Regions from separate parts of the Gossypium hirsutum genome. Here region 1 is linked to region 2. A link is a contact called in public Hi-C data. All regions are on one chromosome and are shown on one strand. The core of a region is the stretch at or near the end of the contact, and the rest is flanking DNA. Distances in the headings are between cores, read along the strand shown.

Region 1 (7,120 bases), core at 3,315-5,814, 190 kb after region 2:
AAGTGATGGTACACTCTCTGCATGGAAGATGGAATGTGTGCCTCTCGGGTCTCCACCTCTTTATTAACGCGCTGATGAGTTTCAGGTCCAACTTGCAGCCCCGGCCTATAGTGGCCATGTGCCAAAAACTCACTTCCCTCAAATAATTTTCTATCAACGGTGATGGAGGACCAGACATGTTACGAAAATAACATTGTAACACCCAATCTACAGACTGTTATAAAAAAATTATAAAATAAAAATTAATTAAAATTACATAAATAAAAAAATATTAAATAATTTCAAAAATTAAAATTAACCTTTACCATTTTTATTTGTTCGACGGAGATATATTTATGATCGAGACAAATTAATTCCCTGGCCATTGCTAACACGATCAAATATTTTTAAAATTATAAAAAAAAATACTAATTTAGAAAAGAAAATTAAAAGAAATAATTAACTAAAGAGAGCTTTGAGAAATTTAGGGATAATTTGAGAGCTTTTAGGGAGAATTTGAGAGCGTTTTTGAAGAATTTTGAAGAAATATTGTGTGAAAAAAATAGGAAGGGGTTTCATAGTTTTTTTACTGTTGGACCCCCAATGGTAAAAAAAATAGCCATTTGGAAAAAAAAAGCGCTAAATCCCGTCCTTGAGGGAGCGATTTTTCCACGTCAACAAATCGCATCCACGAGGGCTCGTTTTGTGCTGACATGGCAAAATTGCTCCCCCAGGGACACATTTTGTTGTAATTTCCCCCAAAAAGCTCTTATGTGGACGTGTTTTGCATTTTTCAGCCCTTTCTGATAAATAATAAAAAAATTGGCCCATTTTCGTAAATAAAGTTGGAAATGGGCGTTTATTGGTAAAATGGTCCTAAAAACATTAAAATAAATGTTTCCCAACAAATTGAAAATACATCAAAAAAAGTGTAACAACCCTTACCTGTGTTTGTCACCAGATTAGGGTAATGGAATGCTACCATACAAAACAGAACAGAAACAAGCTATCATAGTTCAAATTTTCTTTAAATAAAAATTATTCATTAAACATGTAATCCAAAACATGATATTCATACATAATCGGGGTTAAATTGAGCTTACAGAAGTCCTAAAATAATTCAGAATGAAGCAGAGACTAATTTGAAACATTTAAGAAAAACATGGCAAAAATGAAAAATAGGGGTCACACAGTCGTATGGTGCAAGACCACATGCCTTTGTCCTCAAACCGTGTAACAACCTGATGTTGTGTGATACAGGGTCACACGGTCGTGTAACAAACTGTGGTCATGTGAACCATCTTACACCTAAATTGAACAGATCACACGACTGTGTCCTACACCCGTGCATGGCACACTGCCGTGTGGCAGACCTTGTGTACGTAAAATACCTTTAACAACAAGCCAAAGTTGACCAAAGATCCCTTAAGCCACAAGCCAATGCATTAGACCCTTTAACAACATGATACTAAACATGAAAACATACCAAATTCAACTTAATTTACTCAACCTAAGTGCCTAACCAATATGCCACAATTGGCACCACAATTCAATTATGAAACAACAACCATTCATTACCATTCATGCCAAGATTTTTCATGTCTAAACATACTCATTACCAATCATTTCTTTAACTAAGATATCAACAAGTAAAGCTTAATAAGTGACCTAAAACATGAGTATCTATTTTCACAATTAAAGTATACTTCATTCAACCATGCTTTTAAATATTTCATACCATTCAAGCCAATCATTCCAAACATCAACAATTACCAACATTCATTAACGAGTCATGCTAATACCTAAACATACATATAATGCCATTCAAATCTTGGATAACACCATCAAATTACTAAGTATCAAATAGGTACCAAGCATTTGATGCATCAAGGTTATTTATAATATTATTCACAACCAAAGTACCAAAACGTGATCATTAACTTGCAAAGTAAACATCCTATATATATGCCATAAGTAACCAACTTCAAAAAGTCTACCGAATCAAGTGACGGTAGGTGTGAGCTTATTGTTGATCCGCTCGACACGTTCTAAACGTCCAAAATCTACAGAAAAGTAGTAAAATGAGTAAGTGTATAAAATTCTTAGTAAGCTCATACAATATAAGCACTCACTTACCTCAATTTCTATTCACATATAAATCACTATCAATACAAATATACCTATCAAGATTCAAACCACAACATTAATATACAAAGCTTTGAGTTCAACCACATGAATAACCATAATCATCTCCATTTCCAATCAAGCCAATTTAGATCTCAAGACCAAAACACAACTATTCACATATCCAATCTCAAATGGCATAACTCTAATGATTCAATCACACTTTTACCCAATAAAACCTCGTAAAAGATCTTTGTATACAAGTGAAAATGATAATGTCTGGTTATCCGTTAAGGTTAAACCTACACGATAAATAGCCTGGCCAGGGTTTAATATTCATGTATTCTCAAGTCCGCAACATATGCAGGAGCTCAGAACTTAGACAAACTCACTACCCTATATACGAGAATTTACTAATTTTATCGGGACTTATCTCACATCCACCAACATTCAATATTAACAATCCTAATATAACATATAAGCATAAAGAATTTGAATTATATTGTATGAACTTATCTGTCGAAATCGTAACGGTTTAACTATTAAGAACTAGTCGGCAATTTTTCTTTTTCCTCGTACATCCTCCGGTCGTTGAGATTTTTTTATCTAAAATATAGTTTGATTTAATTAACCAATCCATATAGCATATAACAATACATAAAAATCATCCCCTAACATTTACCACAATTTAGTCCTTAAAATCGAAGCTATTATAATTCTCACATTTGAGCTTCGATTTCGAAATCAATCTTAATTAAATTCTCCAACTATCCAATAGAACAGAAAATTTCAGAATATTCACACACATTTTGAACTTATTGCATTTTAGTCATTAGGTTCAAAATTAACAACTTTTACTTTACAAACTAGTCCATTAACATATGTAAGTTTCAAAACTAACCAAATAGCCACAAAAGCTTCAAGAAAATATCAATGAAAACTTTAACAAATTTTAATAGTTTCACAAAATAGTCCCGGGGTTAGCTAAATCAAGCTCCCGAAGTTCCAAAAACATAAAAATTACAAGAAACGAACTAAAATAACTTACCCAATCAAAGATCGAAACTTGAATAACCAAACCTAGCTTTCCCCCTTCCGTTTTCGTGAAAAAAGATGATAAACAAGCCGAATAAAATGTTTTTTTTCCCTTTTGTTTCTATGTTTTATTAACTATTATATTATATAAAAATATTTATAATATAAGTTATATCACACTTTAACTAAATAAAATCTCACTTACCGTCCAACACTATTGAAAAAGGGTATATTTATCATTTAAATCCATTAAAAAACTCTAATTATGCTTTTTAGTTAATAAAAATCAATAGAGATCAAGTTTTACATCTTTTACGATTTAGTACTTTTTCTTTAATTAACTAGCCAAACGTCAAAATTACCAAATCAAATCTTAATACGACACTCACATAACTTCATAAATATTAAATAAATAATATTTGCAAACTCACACGTCAGAATTATTGTCCCGAAACCACTAAAAAATGGGCTATTACAAAAAGTTTTTATACTTAAATAACATTAATGCCTTTAAAATAATAGCAAAATTAACAATAAAATAAAAGTTATACAATATTTAGATAATAATAATAAAATAGTAGCAATATAATAGTGAAATTATAGCAAAATGAAAACAAAACAAAAAAAAAGTTTAAGCTGATTCGGGCTGGGCTTGGGCCAAAAATCCTACACGAGACCTATCACGTTTAGAAAATGAGCCTTATTTTTTGCCCAAGCCTATTTTTTGAGCCTATGTTTTTACCCAAACTCTGCCACTTTTCAAACAAGCCTTCGGGCCTAGATAAGTGGCCCAATCCATGATCAGGTCTACACATGGATGCCATGTCGGTAAAGTTAACAGACATTTAACTTTTTCATCCAATATGGGGTGATTTGATAAACAATGCAAGTTTAAAGACTAAAAGATAAAATTAAATGAAGAGCTAAAATAACTTTTTTTTATAAAGTTGGGAGGCTATATAAGTCATTATACCTTTTCTTTTTCAAAATCGAATTTGGGTAGATTTTTTCGATTAAAAATTTCAAAGTCGTATTAAAATCAAACCTACACCAAAATTATTAAAATATCCTCTCTTTTTTAATTTTATAATTAATTATATTTTAACTAAATAATCTCTTTTATGAGATTTTAATTGATTAGAGTCAGAATCCAAGTAATTTTTCTTTTTCCAGGATCAATTTTGGTATTATAATTTTAAATAAAATCAAGTTGGAAATAATATTAGGATGAGAGGTATAAAACTCGGATCGAAGTCCGGCCCATACTGTTGCGATCCTGATTAACTGCAGCCAAGTTTGGTTAGAACAATCAAGTGATGGGCCAAAAAGAGTTATCTTGAGTCGAAGGCCCAAAATAACCTAACCAAGCCCAGTAACTCTGGACAGCCCTCAACCTCAACCTTAGTTTTAGCCTTTAGGAAAAGGCAGACACGTAAGGCAGGCTCCGTTCGCCTGGTTTCCTGAATTCGCTCCGCCCGATTTCTCAGGGTCCATTTCAAAGAGAAACGACCAAGTAAACTACAGATTGAGTGAATAAATTATATAAACCCTTGCCAAAATCTTCCTCCCCCACCACCAAAACGTGGATAAGAAAGTTTTATACTGTCAGTCATTTACAGAGGCTTTGAACAATGGATGAAGATCACAACAACGGCGGCTTTTTGGATATGGGAAAAGCTGATAGATCGGTTTGGTTGATGAAGTGCCCCGTGGTGGTCGCCAAGTCATGGAAGAGCCAACTAGCTTCTTCTTCTTCTTCTTCTGATTCTCAGCCTCTCGCCAAGGTTGTCTTCTCCCTCGACCCTCTCAAACCCGACGACCCTTCTTTACACCAGGTAAATTAGTTGAGATCAGATAATAATTAGTTCAAGTTAACAGATTATTTAATCGTGAATTTTTAGATATAGCAATTCTAGTAAAAGGTTTTTTTTATTGATTGTTTAATCTAACAAGGCAAAGATTTTATGACATGTTTAAACGTTGTAGTAGTAATTTTGTCGTTGTCTTGTTCCTTACGAGTTTATGAATTGACATTTATCAGTTTACTATGGAGGTGGCTGGATCAGAGACCGAAAGAATACCCAAAAGCTACTCTTTGAACATGTTCAAAGACTTTGTTCCTATGTGTGTCTTCTCTGAATCAAGTCAAGTTCAGAGTTATGGTTCTTTGCTTCTCAAGTATTCAATTTTATGTGTTTTATCTAATTCAATTATTATTTTTCTTAATTTTAGTAATGTAAAGTTCGTTCCTTTTTCTTAACTGGCTTGGTTAGACTTGGCAATCCATGTATGAGTGTATATATGTGTGTCCTGTTTCATATTTTTTAACATAAACCTAAACGATTAAATTTGTCAAAATCCTAAACATGAATACTATTATACTCGTCATGTTTATTTCATTGTTTTCGTGCTTATCAATCACGTCTAGGTGTCATTTTGTGCTCAAAATTGTCAGAGGTTTATGGTGACTTGAAGTAACAATTTACTCAGTGATATGATTTTCTCGTAAAAGCCGGTTTGATGTTTCTCTTACATAAGTTTTGTTCTTTAGTTTGTATCTTAAGTGCCGTTTTTTTGCTATAGGTTCGGTTGCAATGGAAGGAAAAGTTGAGCATAAATTCGACATGAAACCGCATGAGGAAAACATCGAGGAATATGGGAGATTGTGTCGAGAAAGGACAAATAAGTCCATGATCAAGAACAGGCAAATACAGGTAGGCCAATGAGTATGCTTTGGCTTGGGTAAGCCATTGTCTTTCAATGTTACTATGGTGCCAATTATCTTATTTGTTTTTATGCCATTTTGAAGGTTATAGATAATGACCGTGGAGTTCACATGAGGCCAATGCCTGGAATGGTTGGCTTGATTTCATCCAACCCCAAGGTACTTTGAGACACAGTCTCTAGACGACAATATCTGTAATTTTTCGCGCTTATTGACAATTGCTTATCATCTGTTGTATCTGAGCAGGATAAGAAGAAAACAATGCCAGTTAAACAATCAGACGTGAAAAGAACCCGAAGGGATCGTGGGGAACTGGAAGATATAATGTTCAAGCTGTTTGAAAGACAACCAAATTGGACTTTGAAGCAACTTGTCCAAGAGACTGATCAGCCTGCTGTAAGCCTCTTACATTTCTTCCTCATACTGCTCATTGTGTCTTACAGTTTATAATGGTTATTTAAGTGTTCTCTTTTTCTGTAATATGTCATTCTACTGGCATCATAGAAATGGCAAATTGCTTTTAAAATGGAAAAAGCCAGTCTCTGCAAGAACTTCAAGTCGGCTATATATTTCAGCTTGATAGAGAAGACGATATTCTGTAGTTTGTTGTTTTTGTTCTTTGTTAGCACTTGGCTCGTATTTGCATGTTTGAAAGTTCTTTCTGTACTTTGCAGCAATTCCTTAAAGAGATACTGAACGAGCTCTGCGTGTACAATAAGAGAGGCGCCAATCAAGGAACCTACGAGCTTAAGCCAGAGTATAAAAAATCTGCAGAGGACACTGCAGCTGAATAGGTCAGATATAGCTGTAATTTACGTTTCCTTTTTTCTCTGGTTAATCGGAATATGTCTGAAAACAACCCTCATGAAGATGACAGATAAATAGATAGACAATTATAGGAAGAAGGAAACATAGCTGTAGCTATTAACTTTGATGTCCACATGATATAATCTATTGTGATATTCGTACTTTGTGAATTTGCATTGCAATTATAGGTATCTGAACTTATAGCATGTTTCGACCACTATTTTAAATAGTTTTTATGAGGTTTTCATGTAAATATTATAATACGAATTACAAAGCAATACAATATTTTAAAATTAGGAAAACAATTAAATTTGTTGATCTGCAAATAAGGTGAGATAATTCGTTACACATCATAACTTGAAGTGGAAACTACAGATGAATGGAAGTAATTATTGTTGAATTTCACAACACCATGCTTTGAAACTCCCCTTTATCCTTCATCACTTCATC
Region 2 (6,205 bases), core at 3,523-6,022:
AGTCATCAACTTCCTATATTGTTCGGGAAGGGCATGGGAACTGCAAATTAAATATATTATAGTACCATACTGGATCAAAAATTTAGATGGAGAACAAAGCAGAAACAAGTAACAGTACCTTGCAGCAGGAAAAACCCCCAATAACTGATTGAATGGTTTGAAGGGGGAGCCCAACTCAAACTGAATATCAAGCTGGCCAAGATCCTTCAGATCAGATGCAAAAGGTGCATAATGGTAAGGATAAAACCTGAAACAAAAAAGTTCAATGACAGAACAGTGAAATAATGTCTATTACAGCAGAATGACGATATTCTGATTAACAGACCAGTCTCACCAAAACAAAGCAAAATCAGGCCTAAAAAATCAACTCGGGTAAAAACCAAAAAGGAATAAGATGACCGATTCTATGCACTAATAATAACATCCACAATCTCCAAGAACAACCAGTAATAGGAAAGTAAGAATGTAAAAAAAACTCACCACCTCCAAGAACAAACACCTTCATAGTAATAATGCATGACCCAACATAGACCTTCAGTGAACTTCAAAACCTACACAAATGAAGCTCCACTGATTATTAAAGAAATAATTCAAAAATACAATAGACAACACCCTCAAAGAGATCCACAAACTTACAACATCTTTTCGTATTTCTTCCATTTCTTCTGGAGTTTTTGCTGAAAACTTTTCTTGATAATACCTTTCTTTCCACCCTGGCTCTCCCAGTTTAATCTGACAAGAGCAAGCAGCTAAATATTAAAGTCATGGAATAAAATGGCAAAAACATTGTGAGCTAATAAGGGAAAGAAACAGCAGCTTTTTTTGTATTAAGGTGGCATGCTGTGTCTAAGCATGCCGGTCTCAACTGCCAAAAAGTTGCAAGTATTAGGTAAAGCCCATTGAATGTTGCATATGATGACAAATCAATATGAATTATTATTTTTAACTTGTTTGAGATAAGAGTGGGACAATCTTTGTTTTGAAAACTGAATCCCAAAAAAAATGAAAGCAGAGTTCCCAATCCTACTGCCTATGCCCAAAATATTCGTAGAAACTGCATTATTAAAAAAAAAAATCATAAATTACTTAAGAACATATTCAAACCTTATCTTCCTCGTGATTACTGGAGTTAAAAACATCAGATTTGTCACGGATCAACTCCTTAAGTTTTGCTTTCAATTCTTCTTTGTTCTCATGCACCTGATGCCAATGGGAAGAAAGAAACAGTATAGTAAGTGTCATCAGGTAAAAATATATAGCAGGATAATTAATACTCTCTTAACTCCTCGCCTGCAAGGCTCATACCAAATCATAGGTTAGCCCATGGAATATGAGTCCTAAAGAATGGCTGAAGGAGTCAGAACTATATTAAATTGCCTCTCCTGAAGCAGGAAAACATACATCTGTTTCAATACTATCTTCTGCTTCGACGATAGCAGCACCAATATTGGCCCCCGAGGATAAACGTCGCACTTTATGTGGGCGACTAGAGGATCCATTACCATTAGACTCCACTGTTTGCTGAAATGGCACAGGAGTAGGGCCTGACGCAAGACGGGAACCATGAAATCTAGCAACTGGAACCAGAGAATCAGGTTGAACTTGAGGCTGCGCATCATCTCCTCTTCTAGCTTGTGCTTTTTCTCGTTTGATTCTTTCTGCTTGACGCTGTATGAAACCAGCATAGAACAAATTAGTACTGAATTCTTTACCAGCTTAAAGGATGAGTAGAATTCATGTGTAATACATTCATTCCAGGGATCCTCAAGTCAGATGGTTAATTTGAGTTGCATATATACCCATATAGATCAATGGTCTAAAATTATAAAACAACTAAAAGAGAAAACAGCATAAGGTCTACATCCTTAACTCAGGAAGTTATTCAATTACATAAAAGGTAATCTTGCCACCAAAGAGTACTAGACAAGTCTCCTTTCATGGTTCAAATCATGATAGTGTAAATCTCTTGCACAAGCACTGAAAGAGGATTGAACACATAATGAATACCACATGCAGAATGAAATAGAAAGAGACTACTGACTCACAAGGTAAGACCCAACCTTTTTTACATGAAAAATGAAACAAGACCATTTGCAAGTTTTCCAGAATAATTTGGATCACAGATAAAAGCTAAATACAAACTAATTTTTTGTTTAAGTTAAAGAGAATCACATTGAACCTAAACTCAAACAAACCTGATGCAACCGTGCTCTTTTGTTGAATATTTTATCTTCATAGGACCCCACAGCTTGGATAAAATGCTCTACCCTGCTCAAATTAGGCTGAAATAAAAATCATACAGTCAAAAGCTTTACTTTACCAGATGAAATTTGATGACTGGAATAATAAGTGGCCGTCACAAATAAGATCACAGGCACCTTGCTTCCATCAGTCAAATAACCACCAAATGATCTAAATTCCTTCTTGTATACTGCCATTAACAAGTTGATTGCACCCTGAAATTAACAAATTGAAAAGGGGAAGGCTTTCAATTAAAACCTTGGCTTCATATAATAACCCTAAAGTTACATTCAAAATCACAATATAAAAATACAACCCAACAGTAGAATAATTACTTCAACAACATACAAACCTCACGAATCTCGAGTGTAGGCATATGAGGTAAGAAATCATTGCCAACAAAGAAGCATATGAATATAAAATCATCCACAACGCGTTCCAAGTCAATTTCAAAAGGAGGATTGGGGATTCTCATCTCATATTCCAGATACTCCCTAAGGGTCCATATGTTCAGGAACTGCAAAGATGAAGCAAATAACAAGTTCTAATTTTTCCAAAGAATTCATTATAATAATTCCAACTGTAAATTCAATTGCAAAGTAACCTGATATGGCTTTCTGGCCACAGCTTTTCCATCAGCTTTCTCATCAAATTCTCCTTCCTTCCTCTTTGCCTTTCCTTCACAATTTGCCGCTATATGGCCCATCTGACCACATATGAAGCATTTATCTTGCCCAGGGGTGAAGACAATCTGAAAATATTTCATAAACCCTGTTACTTTTGGGCCAAGAGGGAACATGATAATAGAATGATAAAACATCCTTCGAAGAAAATTCATTTAAATGTTAACATCTACTTATACCTACAAACAAGTAAAATAGCCAACCTCAGGTAGAAGTTACAAAATGAAAGAAAACTAGATTATAGATATTATTTTGCAAAGTAAAATATACGAACCTCTCGAAGGATTGAAAAGTGAACTTCATGAGTGGCCAAGGCCAACATAATTAAATCAGCATCCTGTTGTATTTCAACAATAAGCAGAGTGCATGATCTTAGTCCACTAAAGTAGGCCAAAGAAAATAAACAGAACACATGCTTAAATTTTTATTTTTATTTTTAATTTGAAACTTAGAAATGAAAATATTGAAGGAGAAATATACCAAACCATATAGGCAATGGCGTGTGTTTGGATCAAAACCAGGAAGGTTCCTTTGGAGCCGTATATATGACATAATTTTATGTTCTCCTTCACCAGGAACGTTTGCATCAGATAGAATAACCTTCAAAAAGAAGAAAGTAAGAGAAATGCTACAACTCTAAGAGAAATGCTAAAACTCTCCACCATGTCAAGAGAAAGCAAAGAATAACACATAAAAGACAAGGAACCATAACACTGATACTACCTTGATGTTTTTCCATCCGGGATCGTAATTTAATCTGAGGTGGATATAATACTGCAAAGCAATTGATAGAACAGCCATAAATGGAGTGCCAGGTGTAATAACATTCGAATCAACAAGCTGTGATTCCTCTTTAGGAGGAAGCCTTCTGCCCTCCCTCTCAAACTCCTCTCGAAGTCGTGCTTCTTCAGCTGCCTGCAAAAGCAAGATTAACAAGAACAGAATTACCAACCAAATTGTCTTCTTTTCTTGCAACAATTCCTATCATTAAAGTGTGGAGAAAATGAAATATCAGTACCAACAATATCTTGATGACCTAACATTTCATCCACTATTCAAATTGGTACCGGAATCAACACAAATATATACATACCGCCTCTGCAGCATCTTTTGCTGCTCTAAAACGCCTAGATCGCTGTTGGTTCATTTTAGCCCGAGGGGCAACGCCATCTACCGCAGTTTCCAGAAAGAAATGACAGTATTATCAGATAAACATAAGTACACGATATCTGCATGTCAAGCATATAAATACACTTTATCTTTCAACCTAAGACAAGCACTACTTACCAATAGCCATATACAAAAGCTTTCGAGGACGGACCATAACAAACAATCTATCAATGTAATCAAATATGCATTGAAAAACTTCATCAAAAGTTGTTGGTGAAGGCTGCATGAGACATCGAACAAGCCAAATTACATTGGTTCTAAAAATTCCGAGGAAGGAAGAAAGAAGAAACTATGGAAAATGCATGTGTCAAGAGGGTTACCCTGTCTTCGGGGTGGAAACAAGGATGAATAATCCCGTTCATGTCGAGATAAAGATTATCGTACTCAAGTTTATTTGGATTGGGTTTACTAGTATCCACCGGAATGGAGACACCTTCGATCACCACCGGTTCTTCCTCGATAACGTCCACCACAATCAGCGGATACTTCTCCGCTAACCACCTGTAGAACGCTGGCACTCCCATTTCCAATCGTTTGCAATTCCAACCTCTCGCGGATCTCTAATAAAATCGAACACCAATGAGGAAACCCTAACCCCTAAATTCGAGAAAAATGGGGAAGAAGAAAACAATTTGGATAGCTTCGATTTTTCTTTATAGCTTCTGCTAATGTATGTTTCGCAAACCGTCGGGTTTAGGGCACAAAAATAATATGAATGGACAGTTATACCCTTATTGATTTGGCAATCTGCTAGTCAGAATAGTTACAGGCCTTTGTGCACTCACGCATGGGTAAGGTAAGTTTGGAATTTTGCTAATGGTATCATTTATATCCATTTAAATTGGTGTAAAGAATTAACTCGACCAGACTAGAAAAAAATAGTAATGAATGAATATTTTTGTCTTTTTTTAGTATTGAGAGAGATCAATTCTTTTCAGAGAAATTTTTAAAATGTTAATAGATGAATTCTTTTAACAATCAAATGTAAAGTTAATATGTCATGAGTGGCTATTAAATAAGCTTAATTCATAAAGTCGGGAGGGCCCTAGTTGGTGGTGACCCATGCAAGTAAGTAGTACCATGACTGCAAACAAATGACCTATATGTCTCAGGTTGGTGGTTCAAGTCCTCCATGTTTAGGTAATTTTATAATTATTCTATACAAAATAATAAATAATTTTTTCAAGTCTTGTAGGTGCACTAACCAATATGCTTCTGGCTTTGTGAACCAAGCCTATTGGGTAACGGCTCAAGAAACATTAATTCTCAACAGAGTACAATAGACAAAACTCTTATCAGAAGACAATTACTTTAGTTGTTGAGGACTTGAATAACTGCTTAACGGACAATATTTCAAAGCCTGGGGATATAAAAAATGGATAATTGGGTCAAGATGTCCCTTTTCTTCATTTATCTATTTTTGTATGTATTGTAACATTTCTATTGGACGAGAAAAAGGGGCATCCATCAAAGTCTTTTTTTCTAGCAAAATTTATTGAGATTTTGGCCGGTTAGTTAAAGGTAAAAGTATCATGGAGACCAATGTATTATGAATTAAATTGTATTTTGTCCTTTTTACTCGAAAAATGAGTAAAATAATCTCATTTTTATTGTTAAAAACTAGTTATTTCTGTTAAAAATTCCATTCATTTTTATTATTAAAAATTGGCGTGACCGACAAAATAGTTAGACAGTTATATATAGCATGCTATGTCTACCTCTTTAAAGTACATAAACCTATTTTTTAATTTGCTCATTAATCTAATATGTATGAATTAATTTACCCATTTTAAAAAAATCAGCAAAATGTAATGCAAGTATTTTTGGACCTCTTTCTGTTTTAGCTACCCTAGGTAGATTTTATGATTCTTATACATCTTATGATATTTTATTAAAATGATGATGATGAATGCATATTGGTAATTGGGGTTTTTTATTTGGAATGGATATTTGAGTTTAGTAGAGATGTAAATTTGTTTAAGCCTCATGTTATTTATTTAAAAGTTTGTAGGAATTTCCCGATTTGGGTTTTTTTCTTCAGATTATTTTTTTTTCTAATTTTATATTTAATTCTTTTTTTTGACACATCATCTTCAATTTGACATGTCACA

What was found. Hi-C and Micro-C count contacts between places; a contact is called where the count stands out from the background.
Region 1: a Hi-C map of leaf shows a contact between it and region 2, with 2.0 times the contacts expected there. The contact joins the promoter of LOC107957591 here to the promoter of LOC107957582 in region 2. A contact is called at or near these places in 2 of 34 Hi-C or Micro-C datasets (both in leaf).

What each region holds. Positions count from the first base shown.
Region 1 is chrA05:28,628,762-28,635,881 of Gossypium_hirsutum_v2.1, forward strand. It overlaps LOC107957591 (transcription initiation factor IIF subunit beta), which reads left to right and starts at 4,565. Exons shown (of 6, transcript XM_016893131.2): 1 at 4,565-4,973; 2 at 5,180-5,294; 3 at 5,722-5,852; 4 at 5,948-6,022; 5 at 6,110-6,259; 6 at 6,538-6,876. The coding sequence starts at 4,770. The coding sequence ends at 6,657. It overlaps LOC107957590 (protein NRT1/ PTR FAMILY 8.1), which reads right to left. Exons shown (of 4, transcript XM_016893130.2): 4 at 6,964-7,120. The coding sequence ends at 7,073.
Region 2 is chrA05:28,434,473-28,440,677 of Gossypium_hirsutum_v2.1, forward strand. LOC107957582 (5'-3' exoribonuclease 3) reads right to left here and starts at 4,773. Exons shown (of 23, transcript XM_016893121.2): 1 at 4,415-4,773; 2 at 4,212-4,314; 3 at 4,018-4,094; 4 at 3,648-3,839; 5 at 3,405-3,524; 6 at 3,199-3,261; 7 at 2,846-2,992; 8 at 2,594-2,758; 9 at 2,379-2,456; 10 at 2,196-2,282; 11 at 1,402-1,668; 12 at 1,105-1,200; 13 at 637-732; 14 at 481-551; 2 more. The coding sequence starts at 4,618.